Regions from separate parts of the Mus musculus genome. Here region 2 is linked to region 1. A link is a contact called in public HiCAR-type data. All regions are on one chromosome and are shown on one strand. Each heading gives the region's core, a stretch centred on a gene start, on an enhancer-like site or on the middle of the called end of the contact. The rest is flanking DNA. Distances are from core to core; before and after follow the strand shown.

What was found. HiCAR-type assays count read pairs that join an accessible place to other places.
Region 2: a contact with region 1 is called in a HiCAR-type map of astrocytes, with 3 times the contacts expected there. The contact joins two enhancer-like sites. A contact is called at or near these places in 1 of 15 datasets of contacts at CTCF or cohesin (large pre-B cells), 2 of 484 Hi-C or Micro-C datasets (B cells and pro-B cells), 2 of 115 datasets of contacts at active chromatin or transcription factors (astrocytes and extraembryonic endoderm stem cells) and 1 of 9 other capture datasets (embryonic stem cells).

Annotation. Positions count from the first base shown.
Region 1 is chr11:51,821,285-51,825,103 of GRCm38.p6, forward strand. It overlaps Jade2 (jade family PHD finger 2), which reads right to left. Exons shown (of 13, transcript NM_001357588.2): 10 at 3,659-3,819. Among named protein-coding and RNA genes, the nearest start is that of Gm30110, 32 kb to the right of the region's middle. Within about 2 kb of position 2,202, at least 46 of the 459 cell types and tissues checked have an H3K27ac peak or open chromatin away from gene starts, as enhancers often do. A contact at or near this core is called in astrocytes, where this site is marked.
Region 2 is chr11:52,251,948-52,255,766 of GRCm38.p6, forward strand. Tcf7 (transcription factor 7, T cell specific) reads right to left here. Exons shown (of 11, transcript NM_001313981.1): 11 at 336-2,015. The coding sequence ends at 1,936. Among named protein-coding and RNA genes, the nearest start is that of Skp1, 22 kb to the left of the region's middle. Within about 2 kb of position 2,229, at least 45 of the 459 cell types and tissues checked have an H3K27ac peak or open chromatin away from gene starts, as enhancers often do. A contact at or near this core is called in astrocytes, where this site is marked.

The sequences.
Region 1 (3,819 bases), core at 952-3,451:
ACACCAGCCACTGCTGCTGCCTCCCCTCTGCCTTAAGACAATTGAGAATTCACCCCGAAACCCTGAGCATGCAGGGAGTATCTGGTCTCGAGCTGGCAACCCTCTCTTCCTGCCTAACACCCGCCTTTCCCAGCAAAGCAACTCTGCAGCAGATACAACCATCATGGCAAAACGCAGGCATGTCCCAAGGCACAGGTATCACTGTACTTTCAAATGAACACAATCTGGCAAAATAGCTTTTCCAAGTCTACCTGCTATCCCGGGACCTGAGCCAGGGCCTTGCCCCCTGGGCCAATGCTCCCATATCCACAGCAACATGATGCCTGACTTTATAAAGGACAGCAGCCCCTGACTCCCTTGGGCCAGCTGGTTAGAGTCCCTACAGTAGGCTTTGAAGTCATCTGGCTTAGCCCAGAGGACGGGCACACATTCTTCAGGTTGGCTGGCAGGATATGAAGTGGACCTGTCACTGCCTGTTCAGGGTTCCTCTATCCCCTAAGGACTGCTCTCTCACATACTTCCAGGCTTCAGCCCTGGAGACGCTCCCTCCATCTGGTATCACCTTTGGGCTCATGTGGAGTTTTCCAGAAACAGGGACAGTTACTGACCATAGCTGCTCAGCCTGGATCCTATTCCCACTCAGGCCTCCCTTTACACAGTTGCCAGGTGGTCTTCAGGTCTTACTTAGCTGCCTGAGTTACCTTTAATTAAGAGCTTCTCCTTCCAGCCAGGTGTGGTGGCGCACGCCTTTAATCCCAGCACTTGGCAGGCAGAGGCAGGCAGATTTCTGAGTTGAACCTCTGCCTCTCCTTCCTATGACTCCGGCCTTCCTAGCTCGAGGTAGTATGAGCAGATCTTTATCAGGTGTGACCTTCCTTTCCCTTCTGAGACTACTTGAGAAGGAGATCCTAGGAGGTCCAGTGCGGCGGACAGCATCACAGGAGGGATTCAATATGGACTCTGCCATGACATCCCGTGTGACATGTACTCTGCTGTGACATTCCATGCGTGTGTGTGTGTGTGTGTACTCCTCACCTGCACTGGCAACACCAGGCCGTCAGGGTTCACTCATTGCTGACTCCAGCTTTATCAATTCCCATGTCCAGCCTCTTCCTCCAGGGACAGCCCTGGGTTTGAACCACTGGTAGCAGCCTGTGCACCTCTTACCATGACCCACTTTCCAATCAACCTCTTCTTCACACCCCTCTCCTCCTGCACTTTAGCCTGGCTCTGTGCCTTCCTCCATTCTGGAATAAATTTGTATAGGGGCCAGCATCTCTTTCTTCCTATTGCCTGCCACCCAGCAAGGCAGGAAGAACTCCCTGGAGCAGATGGCCTAAACCGGGACACCCTAGCCCAGCAGGAGGTGGTGACAGTGTACTGGAAAAAGAAAGGAGAGGCAAAACCAGCAGGGGTGGGGGGGGGTGTAAGCAGGCCCTGGGGGTGCACCCTCCGGGCAAAGGGGAGTTGTAGAAGACTTATGGCTGAAAACTGGACTCATCCCCACTACCTGTTCTCTTGGTCCACACCCACAACTGACCTATCAGTACATTTGCACCAGTCTCTCCTTGTGGCAGATACCAGCTCTCTTCACAGCCTGGTTCCACCCTTCCCCATCCCCCATCCTTTCACAGGGACAGTAAAACAATCCCTCAGCAATGCTCTTGAAATGCAAATCAGACCACTTCCTGGCAAACTTACACCTTCCAGGGCCTCGATGGCCTCTACATGGGTGGAAATCCGCAAGATTTCCTGCTGGGAACCTCAGAATGGGACATAAGGTCTCAGAAGATAAAAGTAGCTAAGATGAAGTCATCTCGGGTTGGGGTGGGCCCATGCTTGATTATGACTGAATGAAGACAAAGACCTGGAGAATGGAGTGCTGACTGACTGGGTGGACAGAGTGACTGTGTCACCAGCCAAGTGCTGTTAAGGATTTTGGCCAGGGACCCCAAGGCAAACAGCGAGATCAGAAAAGGAAAGGGTCTGTTTCCCATGGTTCCTCTCCATCCTTGGAGGGACGCAGGGGTGAGGCTACCACATACTCATCTCCGATGACCGAGAGCTCCGGCCACCCTCTTGGGTCTCACACAAGGTCCATTCAGTCACTGAAATAAACTCTTCCAGCAAGAACCACAATCATGTCCTGCAGGGCCTAATAGTCAGCGGTTGCTAGGGGACATGAGCTGGCATCTGCAGGCTGATGTCCACTACTGCAATCTTTCTGTCAGCCGTGAATAACTCTGGACGCTGTGGTGGCCGTGCCCATCCACGCTGCCTGCCAAGGTCCAGGCCTGCGGCTGAAATTTGTAGGAGAGTGTATCTTTTGGGTTGGCCGTAAAATTGATTTTCTGCTGGTGGCAATTCTGCTCCTGACCCATCAGAGAAGATGCCCGTGCTGGAGCACCAGGCCTTGCAGCTCTGTGGAGCCCACTCTCAGAATATAAGGCTTCACCTCTCTTCTATGAGCTGAACTGCTTATGGGGCCAATAGTAATAAAAATACCAATCTGAAGTAAGGAAGGGGCGGGGCGGGCTCAGATCCTTATCATCCTAGTACTTGGGAGGAATGGGTGAGGCCAGCCTGGGCTACCAGGTGAGAAGGTAGCTTCAAACAACACAACTAACAGTGGAAGCCACTATCCTTGTGTGACTCCAAGAGATGGAGGCCACTGTCCTTGTATGACCCCCTAACGCTGACCCCAAGGTCAGTTGGATCCTTACTTCCAGTTCAAGGAAAAGGAAACAGAAAGTCACCCATTAGGGGAAAGGGCCCAGAATCAGTACAGGGCCAGACCACCCAAGGCCTCTAACTCCAGCCCTGCCCTGTCCCTTCAATGCAGGAGCAGGACCAAGCTGGCCTGGTGCCCAGGCAAAGGTGGACTACTCTCAGCTATTGGCCCTGGGCCATGGTTAGAGACTGGGCCTGCTGGCCAGGCCACTGCCACTATGGGGCCTTGCAGAGAACCCCTGCCCCACCCCCATAAGAGCACTTGGTCCTTTGCATTGTTAGTCAAAGTTACCAACATGTAGCCCCCAGAGGGACTGAGGCTGGACCCCTGGAGCTGGGTCTTATTGCTATCTTTGATAGCTTTCTTCTTCAGTCTTCTAGAAACCTCCTCCTTCCCCCAACACACACATGTCCATCTCCCTCAGCCCCAAATATACCACAAGCCACAATTCTGTCCTGCCTCCTAGAGTAAAGACGGAAGTGTGTGTGGCTCAGTCACCCAGGCCAGGCCTGGAATGCCTCTGTGGGGCAATGCCAAGTGTGTGACATCTGTCCCAATCCCTGTTCTCTGCCTGGCAGGCCATGGGAGTCTCTCCCAATCCCTGTTCTCTGCCTGGCAGGCCATGGGAGTCTCACTCACCACCCACCCCTGCCCTCCCAGTTCTGGCCAGCACAAACATGCCTGGCCAGAACAACCCTCCCCCCCCCCACCCCCGGCCACCAGGATTTCCTCTGTCTAAAGCTCCCAAGAGACTTCACAGAGTTCCAGGTAGGCTCTCCCACCTCTTTCTAGATGTTCAGATGGGTGGCACCTGTCCTTGGAGGGGTCTGTGGTAGCCCCCTGAGTCTTTGGAGCCTACCAAAGGCTCAAACTGGGCAGGGCACATGGAGTAAGAGGTAAGGCCCCTGACCCACCAGGGCTACTTACCCTCTCCAGGTCCTGCCGCAGGTGGGTGAAAAGCTTCAGGCGTCGATAGAGGACATCCTGTTCCTGTTGGGCCAGGTTGTCCACCTCGTCAGTCTTGGGCGTCAACAGCGGCTGGTTGGCATTAGCTCTCCGCTTCAACTTCCAGTACTGGTAGATGAAGT
Region 2 (3,819 bases), core at 979-3,478, 430 kb after region 1:
CTCATTGGTGCCCAAGGGTGTTGGGGAGTAGGCTGGCCTGCGTGATTGTACTGTCCGGATTAAAGGCAGAGCTTGGAATGTGAGCTCAGCTGTGGTGTCAGGACCAAGCCCCTGTCTGTCGAGAGACACTGATTGTGATTTTTGGCTTTTGCAGATTGGCAGTCTTGGAATCTTTGTTCATACTAAGGGATACACTTCAGGTTTTGTGAGAGAGAGAAGAGCATTAGTAGGCACTGCTGAGAGCTGCCATGCAGGTGCTGGGAACAAACTCCGGTTCTCTGCAAGAGCAGCAGTGTTAGGCCACCTCACCGTTAACTCAAACAGCTACTCAGTCAGACTTTGAAAAACCAAGTAAAAAGATTCTTTATTCTCATTGTTAAAAAAGCTTTTCTATGGTAATGCATTACAATACAAAAATATTTTGGATACAACAGTTTTTCTTTTTGAGAAAAGGTCTTCTATACAGCCCTGGTTGTCTTGGAATTCACAGAGGTCCCCCTGCCTCTATCTCGCAAGTGCTGGGGTTATAGGTGCACACTACCACACTTGGCCAGACTTTCTCAAGACTTTCAACACTACGTTAGAAACATGATCTTTGGATTGAGAAATGAGTGACTAAAGTAGGAACACTAAAGGGTTTTTTGTTTTGTTTTTGTGTGGAATACTTGGATAACCCCTTTTGGTTTTCTTTGGATTCAGGCTATCTACAGCGAGAATGAAAAAAAAAAAGTTAAAACAAACAAACAAAAAACTTGTTTTTCAAGGCTCAGGGTTAAGTTTGGCTCAAAAAGAGTTTCTAGAATGTGGCAAGGAACCATGTCCACCACAGAGAGGTTTTATGGGTTCCTTGCTTTAGTAGTAACATTTCTTCCTGCAGCCCCACAGAGAAACTGAAGCTGGCCGGTTCTCAATGCTGATAGGCTCTGGCTGTTGGGGGTTTGGGGTTTGCCCTCTCACAGCTGCCCAGGAGCTGACTCAGATGAGCTGGAAATGGAACTGGGAAGAGCCTGATAGGAAGGGTGCACACTGGGTTTAGGCCAACTATATTGACTAGTTGTTAATGCTGGTGAGCTTCTTGGGAAAGATTGAAATGAAAGCTGACTATTGCCCACCAGTAGGTAGTTGGTGCCAAGGTTGAAAGGCCTAAACGTATCCTAGTCCCTCCTCTTGCAAGCGCCTGAGAACACAGGGAGCCGCTTCCTCCGGCCCAGCTTATGAACAGCAGCTGGTTTTTGTAAACAGAACTTCTCGGTTTAAGAGAGAAGCATTATTGTTTAGACTTGTGGCTGGTTGACCACAGAGTTATTTTGTGTGACAAACCAGGTATTCTTGGTCCAAGAAGTATTGGCATGGGGAGGGTGTGGCAGAGGGCAGGAGAAGCATTTGTAGGGTAGGCAGCTGAAGAGATCAGTCCAACCCATCTGACCTACAGCAAACAAAACCTCCTAGGCCAATAGGGAGGTCCAGCCAGCAATAACAAGAGATATGGCTGTCAGAGGCGGCAGGATCCCCTTAAGATGATACATCTACATAGATCTAATCCCCCACCTCTTGAATTGATGGCCCCTGGTTCAGGGAGTTGTGCAGCCTTTGAAATCTTCATCACCTTAAGAGGACCCCTAGCTGGTTCCATGGGAGCTGGTCATGTTGCCTCCTCCTGAGTTAGGGGTGGGCCCCTGGAGCAAGCCAGGTGTTCTGTGCCTAGCAACCAAGGCTGTTAGGCTGCCTGTCTCTGAGATTCTTGTTGCTGTATCTGTGGATTCTGGAGGGTGCTGTGGGGGGTCTTTGGAGACTTAGGGGCTGGAAGAGTGAGAGCTGCAGAGCGACCTGAGAATGTTGGTGCTGGCTCCACTGGGCTAGCAAGCAGTTCTGTGGGGAAGGAGGGCAACAGAAGATACGAGGGTGAGTCCTGGGGAGCTGGGGACCGGGGACAGCCTAGAGCACTGTCATCGGAAGGAACGGGGCTGGGGCAGCGGCCTTCTCCGGGTAAGTACCGAATGCATTTCTTTTTCCTCCTAGGAATAGTGAAGAGAGTTATCTGTAAACAGAGGGTGAATCCACAGTCACACATCACAACCAGAAAATGGCTGACCTTCAACAGGCCCGGCTAACCACTTTTTTTCTCTCTCCATGGCCAAGGAAACTCTGGCCATCTTCCAGCCCTACCTGGCCCAGACCTAGGACAAATGCAATTACACGGGACAGCCACAAGGTGGCAAGAGGAATCTTGTGTGTAGGCCTGTGGGCTGCTGCTTGTTTTCCAGGGGAACCGTCTCTTAGTTTGGGTCTTTAAGCTACTGTTCAGTGTATATTTGTAGGGATTAGATGGGCATTATTAAGGCAAGGTTGACTAATACTTGTGAGCAAACTTGGTTCTCACAACCAGGCTAGTAGAAGAAATGCAAATTAACTGTTGTTTATTAATAGCTAGCTCTAGCACTTCGGGGACGATTTGTCTTTTGCTCTTTGTCTTAGGGCTCTCAATGGTACTGGCTGGCCTACCTCAGCCTCCTGAGTGCTAGGGTTCCGGGTGTACACCTGTCCCCAGCCACAATCTGTCTTAAACTGCACACATGGATGGAATAGGACCTCTCCTAGGAACGGAGTCTCCATTTCCTATTGTGAGCACAACACACACCCACTTCTTTCCTCCTTGCTCTTGGATGCTTCTCCCGTATCCTCTGTCTCCTTTTTTGGTGTTACCAGAGCTAAGGTGACAAGTGATCACACACTGGTGATCAGACTATTTCCAGGAGTCTCTGATACTATCACCTTGTATCTCTCAAGCAGGAATTCTATTTTTAAAAAATGAGGGTTGTGGGACTTAATCACGTTGGAGCTAGGAGTAGGGGCCTCAGCTACCGAAGTGTGACAGATCTGTCTCCTGAGGTAATGGTTTGGTTATCTTGTTACCAGACCCACGTTTGCTTATGTATGTCTCCCCCTGGCTACTTGTCTCACCTTGACCAGTCATCTCCTTCACAAGCTGTGCTCAAAATTCAGTTGTATTCTTAGGAGCCATGGGTTTCCTTCTCTACAGGGCTTGCTTAGGGGACTGAGGGACAAAGGAAGGGCTGCAGACCCAGCAGAACATGTGCAATAAGGGAAGCAGCTTGAAGCAAAGGGAGGATGACGGTGGGGACAAACCCACCTGCACGGACCACACCAATCCGTCTGCTGGTTGAGGCCAAAGCGAGCACGACATTTCTTAGGCGAGCCAGGGTCTGCTCACACCCATGCCAGAGGGGCAGAACAGGGCAGAGGGCGAGCAGGCAGGCAGCAGGGCAGAACAGGGCCCAGAAAGAAGAGGTAACATCAGTGTTAGCCAGTTATAGACACCCCATAGCCCCCACAGGCAGAGTGGACTTCCCATGGCAGAGCCAGACCCAGGGGAAGCCTTAGGACCCAGAGCAAGGGATGAGAAAAGGCAGTCACCCAGTTGGGCAAAAGAGTCAGTGGGAAGAGTGACAGAGTGTGGGGTGCTCTTCACGCTGCCCTCCCTTTCCCTTGCCTGATCATCCTTCTAGCATGGGGGTTCCGGAACTGTACACAGGGCCTTTAGGGCTTCTACATTTTCTATGTTGGGGCTGTCTTCTACCCCCAACTACCATGTTTTATGCAGTTTCCTTGAGAATGTCCCATCTCCCTCTGGCCCACGTTCCTAATAAGGCTAAAGGTATATATGGCCTAGTTTTACCTAATGTTCCACACTTATAGACAGAAATAAAGACCTGCTCTATCCTCAGAGAAAGGCCTAGGAAATTCTTTCCTGTCCTGTCCCAGTCCTAGGCTCCAGCTTTTCTGTATGGGAGCAACGTA